Regions from separate parts of the Zea mays genome. Here region 2 is linked to region 1. The links are chromatin contacts, called in public Hi-C maps. All regions are on one chromosome and are shown on one strand. Each heading gives the region's core, a stretch centred on a gene start, on an enhancer-like site or on the middle of the called end of the contact. The rest is flanking DNA. Distances are from core to core; before and after follow the strand shown. Region 1 holds the start of LOC100382039. Region 2 holds the start of LOC103641816 (BTB/POZ domain-containing protein At2g24240).

What was found. Hi-C and Micro-C count contacts between places; a contact is called where the count stands out from the background.
Region 2: a contact with region 1 is called in a Hi-C map of leaf, with 8 times the contacts expected there. The contact joins the promoter of LOC103641816 here to the promoter of LOC100382039 in region 1. A contact is called at or near these places in 3 of 25 Hi-C or Micro-C datasets (ear, leaf and tassel).

What each region holds. Positions count from the first base shown.
Region 1 is chr10:130,645,017-130,648,443 of Zm-B73-REFERENCE-NAM-5.0, forward strand. It overlaps LOC100382039, which reads right to left and starts at 1,654. Exons shown (of 9, transcript NM_001361572.1): 1 at 1,379-1,654; 2 at 762-833. The coding sequence starts at 1,525.
Region 2 is chr10:131,064,793-131,068,219 of Zm-B73-REFERENCE-NAM-5.0, forward strand. LOC103641816 (BTB/POZ domain-containing protein At2g24240) reads right to left here and starts at 1,647. Exons shown (of 1, transcript XM_008665143.4): 1 at 1-1,647. The coding sequence starts at 668. LOC103641817 (enolase-phosphatase E1) reads right to left here. Exons shown (of 16, transcript XM_035963502.1): 16 at 2,366-3,395. The coding sequence ends at 2,945.

The DNA of each region.
Region 1 (3,427 bases), core at 404-2,903:
CTACTGACAAGAGAGAAACCCAATCAGCTATGAAGCTTCATGCATTTCTGTTTGACACCTACATATGCAACTTCATCAGCATCCATCTACTGTGAATGCCTCTACATCCATCCTGAGTTTTCTTTAGTTCAGAAAAGTAGACCGACTTTGGATACAGCACTGACTCCAAAATATAAATTTCACAGAGACGTACAAGCGCCAAAGTGTTTACTTAACAAAAAGAAGAAACTGAAAGTGCTACTAACAGAATGGTCATACACCATATTCTTCAGAGCAATATAGAAACTGCTGTAAAAACTATTGGCCGAAGTTGTCATGTTACTGCACAAACACTTAAGAGTAGCATTCACTTGCAAGAGGGGGGCATTTTCTCAAAAAATGTATGCTCTTTTTGCCACAGCTACATTATATGATATACAAGATATTCAAAGAGAATCTCTGCAAACTTCAGATATGACAAGCTACATTATATCAGTGTTATCCTAAACGCTAAACGGTAAACAGTCGGTCATCCTCTGTTTAGCATTTAATCAGACTACACGGGCGTTTAAACGGACTAAAAACGGATTATACGGGATTAAACGGCATAAACAGCCAACACAGTTAGCTACTGAGCAGCGTTTAAACAGCGTGTAAACGGTCTAAACGGCCGTTTAGGATAAAATAGCATTATATACACTGTTCTTTAAAACCATAAAATGACACATCTAAGAAGACATCTGCAGAAATTTGTTTTGTATGAATTATCAGATATTAAGTACCTCACGCAGCTCGAGAAGTTGATCTCTTGTGTAACGAACACGCTCACGTGGCTCAAAATGTGAATCACCGATCTGTACCAAAATATTAGCAATGTCAGGGTAGCACAAATGAGTCTACAGATCCATTGTAACTTCACACTAGCTATAGTATGTGATAAATTGAAGAAAACAAACCCAGTCGAAGCAGAGTGCAGTGTACAAAACAGTTGAGCCTACTGAGAACAAGTCCATGTGTGAAATAAACAGCATAGCAATGAAAGAAAGACTCGTGTTAACTGCTTAGCCACACAATATAGTATCCCAAGGACCACATACATGTGGAAGTGGAGCCCTAGGAGTTGAATCCCTGGGTAGGAGCATGTCATGCATCAGAATCTACCTAATCGCATATCAGGTAGTATCAATCATTTGGTACGCATCAACACCTCATAAGTAAAAACTCATTAAGAGGCGTGGAGACTACTAAATCTGGACGCGCCACCAAGAAGTCTACAATTAACTAGTCCCCTAACAAGGAGATCCGATCGTTTGCCCCGGATCTCCACCTACCGCCCGCCACAAACCAATCGAACCCGCTACGTACAGCAAGCCATCCATCCAGATCGAGCTTTCCTCACCTTGGAGATGCCGGAGGCGCCACCGACGTGCAGGCGGAGGAAGTCTCCGGAAACGGAGGTGGCAAAGGCGGGGGAGAAGAGGCGGCCGGCGCGCGGGCCGCCGCCGCCGCCGGGGCGCAAGCTGATCACAGGCTGATCCGACTGCATGCTTGAGGAGAGAGAATCCGACCAGAAAGCGAATCACGCGGGAGTCGATCAAGGAATCGGCGAGCGCGCGGGGGGAAATCGCAGAGGAATCGAAGGTGGTGTCGGGAGGGTGGAAGGGTTCCGTCTGCGACCCCTCTTTCGAGGTAGATATGAGACGGGAAGGGAGACGGGACGAGGTGGGTTTTATCGGTGGAGCTAGGGCTGTGGGGCTGTATCGTAGTTTGATACGGAGTGGTGAGGGTAGTTTCGTCATTGCGTCCAAGGTTTTGCCAACGAGGCTTGCATCCGACGGTCCTCCGAGGAACCCTTGCTGGCGTGCGCTCGTTCGGGCGGTGACGGGTAATGACGGTTCTGACCAGGTGAGATGGGGATATTTGCAGCTGGGTACCCTTTTGGAGCTGGGCAGGGATGTTATCTCGTCTCCAGCAATACGCCGGTTGGAACCGGCCGTTACTAATATTCTTTTTTAATCTATGGCGAAAATCTCTACTACTATTCCTACTACTATTAAGAAAGCAAAGTAAACGCCTCGTGCGATACCATGGTTACGCCCGTCTCCGCCCTCATCTGCCCCGCCCGCGATGGTAATCACCAAGTCCCCCTCCTCTGCGGCGTTTACCCCAATCTGCCATTCCCACGCCACGAAAGGATCATGCTCCTCCAATGCCCACGGCCACTCCCCAGCGCCGCGCCACCCCCCTCCGCTTCACGCACGACACCAGATCTGCGACGGCGGCTGGTGGACGCCACGCCGCACGTGACGGTGGGTGGCGCTCCACTTTCCGTGCTGTGGCGGTTCGAATACTGACCGCAGCTCACGCCCCTCCCTCCTCTTTTGTCCCTGCAGTGAGGCGGATCCTGCCTAGCCGTGCCAGCCCGGTGGCGATGAGCGTAAGCGGGCGATGGACGACTGCGTCCCCCTACACTTGCTCCTGAGGTACCTACCACTACCAGTTGTGCCGGGTTTCCCTTCCGGCCTTCTCTGCCTTGTCCACGTTCGGTTCTCAACTCACTCTGACGAAGACACACAAAGGAGGGGTCCGTCTAGCTTCTTCTTTGGTAGGTCTCGGTCATCCGTCAACCTGCAGGACGCGACGTCGGCGGTGAGCAGCGCCCGCGACCTGGCCAAGCCAGAGAACCCATTCAACAAGCGCGCGGCAGGTGCTCTAGTACTGCTCCATACGGAGGGTCGCGTCCACCACCTTGCTCAACGCGCTACAGCCCACAGCCAGCGACGACTGCAGTGGCTAGCTAGCTGATGAACGAGTCAACCGTTGGGTACGGGTGCAAACCAAGGAGGACGTACGGGTTACTACACATCAAGTAAGGCATATTTGTTGTTATGATAAGTGCACTCAAACAAGATGTTGTGGGTATAATCAAGCGAAATTGGAAGTCATGAGTTTCTATATGTTCTAAGGACTTGTTCGTTTGTTCAGGAATGGACCAGAAATCATTCCAGCTGATCAAAACTTATATAAATTAGAGAAACAAACCGGCTAAGAATTGTTCCATGTCTCCATTCCCGAAGAAACGAACGACCCCTAAGTGAGATTTCTAAATCGTATACTCCTGTCTCGGGATTATATATGATAAGGTTCTGGTGTTCTGCAGGTACTGTAGATCCTTGCAGTTGATGCCCATGCCTGCTGGTAGTGGGGGTGTTGCTCTTGTTTTATTTGTTTCAAAAGAGCGAAGAGTTCCTAAGGTCCGAATTGAAAACAAACAGCTTCAGAATTTTGTGAAAAAAAGAATTGTTGTTGCGATTGATTCATCTGGACACTATATACGCACCATTGGAGATATTGGTGACAAAAAACATAAACAGGGGAAGGTGTACTTAAATTTTGGAGTTGCATCATGCTTTAAAAGCGTTTAGAAGGGAAGGTTGATAATATTGTT
Region 2 (3,427 bases), core at 397-2,896, 420 kb after region 1:
GCCAGCGCGCCGGCGGTGAAGGACTTGGCCTGCCGGTCGTGCGCGACGCGGAAGCGGTGGCGGAGCTCGCCGGAGGCCGCGGAGAAGGCGGCCATGCCGCCGTCGCGCTTGCCGAGCCGCTCCCGGGCCGCGACCAGCAGCGTGGCGGCGTCGAGGTATGCCGCGTCGTTGACCTGCGAGTGGTCGAGCGACACCGGCCGGCGCTCGTCGAGCATCCAGTTGTACACGCGCACGGCGCCGCCGTGCGCCACGCAGCACCCGCCGTCGGGGGCGGCGCGGATGGCCGTGCCGTCCCCGGGGGCGCGCCCCGGCACGGACGCGGCGAGGCGGAGGCGGTCGCCGTCGAACGCGCCCCACCGCGCGGCGCGCACGTGGTCGAGGAGGCCGTAGTAGAGCGCCTCCCGGTAGAGCAGCTTCTCCGGGAGGTGCGGGGGCACGTGGAGGCTGCCCGTGCGGAGCAGGTCCAGCAGCACCGCGAAGCAGGCCGGGTTGCGGTCGATGAAGTACTCGGCCACCCCGCCGCCGCCGCCGCCCGAGGAGGAGACGTTCCAGGACGAGTCGAGCAGCGCGCCGAGCATGGAGTCCCGACCGGCGTTGGCCAGCGTCGTGGTGGTCGTCTCGAACACCTGCCCGCCCACGTTGAACCGCACGCGGCCGCCGGCCGCCATCGTCGGCGCGCTCGCCAAGGAACCGATCTTTACAGCATCTCCGCTTTGAGCAGCATCCAGAGCCCAGTGTCGTGTAGATAGATCCGGGCGGCGATTGCCGGAGGGGGTCGAATTGTCGAGCTGCCTCCGCTGCGCTGTATCGGGCGGTTGGGGAGACGGTGGATTGCGCCAATTACTAGTGCACGCGTTTGTACGAGGTCGCGGCGTGTATACTACGATACGAGCGAGTATCAACAGGTTGGTTGGATTGGATGGCTGCCTCTGCTGGATTTATGGCGTAACGGCAGGGCGGAGGCGTAGACGAGGGAGAGGAGAGCTAGCGAGCGAGGCAGGTAGCAGGCGATGTGGCGGTGTCGCTTTGACGTGAAGACGGCGCTTGATTGGAAGGAGAAGGAGAAGGACAAGGCAAAAAAAAATCCCCAGTCGCCAGCGCAACGGCGGGGTCGGGTTTCTAGCAGTGTCGCCCGTCCCAACCCCCGTTTTGGGGGGACCGTGCTACGCTGCGTGCAGTCAACGATTCTGAACAAGGAAGGTGTGGAGGTCGTCATATGAGCCGCCCACTCATCTATCACACCGCCGGGCGCCGGCCTTTTAGTGTTAGCTGCAACCGTGCAACCGCCCGAACATGGCTACTGACTGGTAGGCGCGCAAACTCGCACACACAGGACAGGACTGACTTCACTTCACGTCGTCGTACACTCGCAGAGCATCGTGCGTGCCGCCGGGTGCCCGACCCCTTGCGCTCGCGGTCGGTCTCCGTGCTCCGATGTCCGGCTGCAAGTCAAGCCTGTCCTCTCCAATCATCGGCGCAGGCGCATCTTCAGGGTTCCTCAATCCTGCTCGTTCGCGGTCGCAGGCGGGGCACGGCAGTCCTTGTGCTTGTCGGTCGGGGACTCCAGGAAACGGCGCTGGCGGTCTGTTGTGGTTGTTGGGTTGGGGGCTCGCATCTCGGAGCTCAGCATTGTCAAGCGGACACGCACGTACATACTTCGATCCTTGCATGACAATGGGTTAAATATCGAGTTACTACTAGTTTAGTCCTAAATCACCGAAAGAGTCGAACTTTACAAAACTAACTAAATATATGTATAAATATGTATAATATAAAATAAATATCATTAAATCAATACCAAATATATTTTTTTGTAATAAACATGCTATGAGATATATCTTCATAACACTTTCTATAATAAATATAGACATACTTCAAAAGTGATATATTCATAACATTTTATAAACTTATTAAAAAATAACTTCTTAAAATGTGATACTAGGACGGAAGAATAAGATTCAGTAAAAACTGGAAGCCTTACTAAGTCCAGATAGTCAGAGTCCGAGAGCACCAGAATAAACGATAGATTAGGACCTCTTTGCCATGGCTTTTTGGTCAGATCCGCCTCTACCAAACAGTCACGAAAAAACGACTTTTCGTGGAGAGCCCACTAAAAGTTACGGACAATGAAATTATGTTAGATATTATTCCCTCCCTTCTAAATTATAAATTGTTCTATTTTTTAGAGAGTCAAACTATCTTATATATTAATTAAATTTATATAATAAAATAATAACATTTATGATACTCAATAAATACTATTAGATTTATTGTTAGCTATATTTTTACAGTTATATCTATTTGGTGCCATAAATCTTTATAATTCTCTTTATAATTTTGATCAACCTTAAGATGCATTAACTTCTTTACAAAAATAAATAACATATAATATAAAACAGAAGAAGTACAAAGAAACAGAGGAAGTACAAACTCAGACTACTTTTCTTCTGAAACATTCGCTTCATAACAGGAGCATACTTTTGTTTGCCAGAAGATAAGTCGAAATGCATTACGATTTGGCACAAAAGCTTTAAGCAGAGCAAAAGCATCAAATCCATTTTTGCCAGAGGCACAACCGTTGGCAACGAGATTCTAAAAAGAAAAGTAAGACCAAACATTATAGCTCCTATTGAGAGTTTAAAGGCCTGTTTGGACGCTGGCGTCTAGCGCCACACCCCGCCTAAGGTACGGCGGCTGATTCGGCCGCCATAACTGCGACGCGCGAAGTGTGGTGCGGCGTGGTGCCAGCGGCGGTGATCCAAACACGCCAAGACTGCTACAACTACGAGCCGACTCATGATGCCCAAATTGCCAAAGCGCTAAGCTGGTAAAACGGTCCAGGCAATATAAAGCATACATGGCATGTCCCATGCCAGCAACTTGAGACTTTAGACTGCAAGGGCGGAACGCCCCTAAGATGATGAGCTGCATAGCTTCTGAGCAACTAGTTGCGGCTCTTTCTTCTGCGCTTCTTTCTGGTAGTAGTTTTAGCAGAACCCTTCTCCTCTGATGACTCACCTTCATTCTCCTCTAGCTTCCTTTTGGTTGAAAGACCATTGGTCTTGGATCCATCGTTACCTTCGCTGGATTTCACTTCATCTTTTGAATTCTTGTCTTCACTACCAGCATCATCTTTTGAGTTGTCGGTGCTATCAGGTTCATCCTTGCTGCTTGCCTTGACAACAGCATTCTGAGCTTTTCCAGTAGTAGATCGAGAGTGCCTTGCACCTTCCTTCTTGGAGTTATTGCCAGTCTTAGGTGTCACTTGAGTATCCTTCTCAACACTTTTTCCCTTCAGTCTGGCTGGAGTCACAGAGCTATCAGCATTTGGCATATTATTGCTGTCGTGCATGCCTTTTGGACGCCCTCTCTTCTTGGGAGGATTCTTAACATCACTGCCATTGTGCATAATAGTAGTTTCACATAA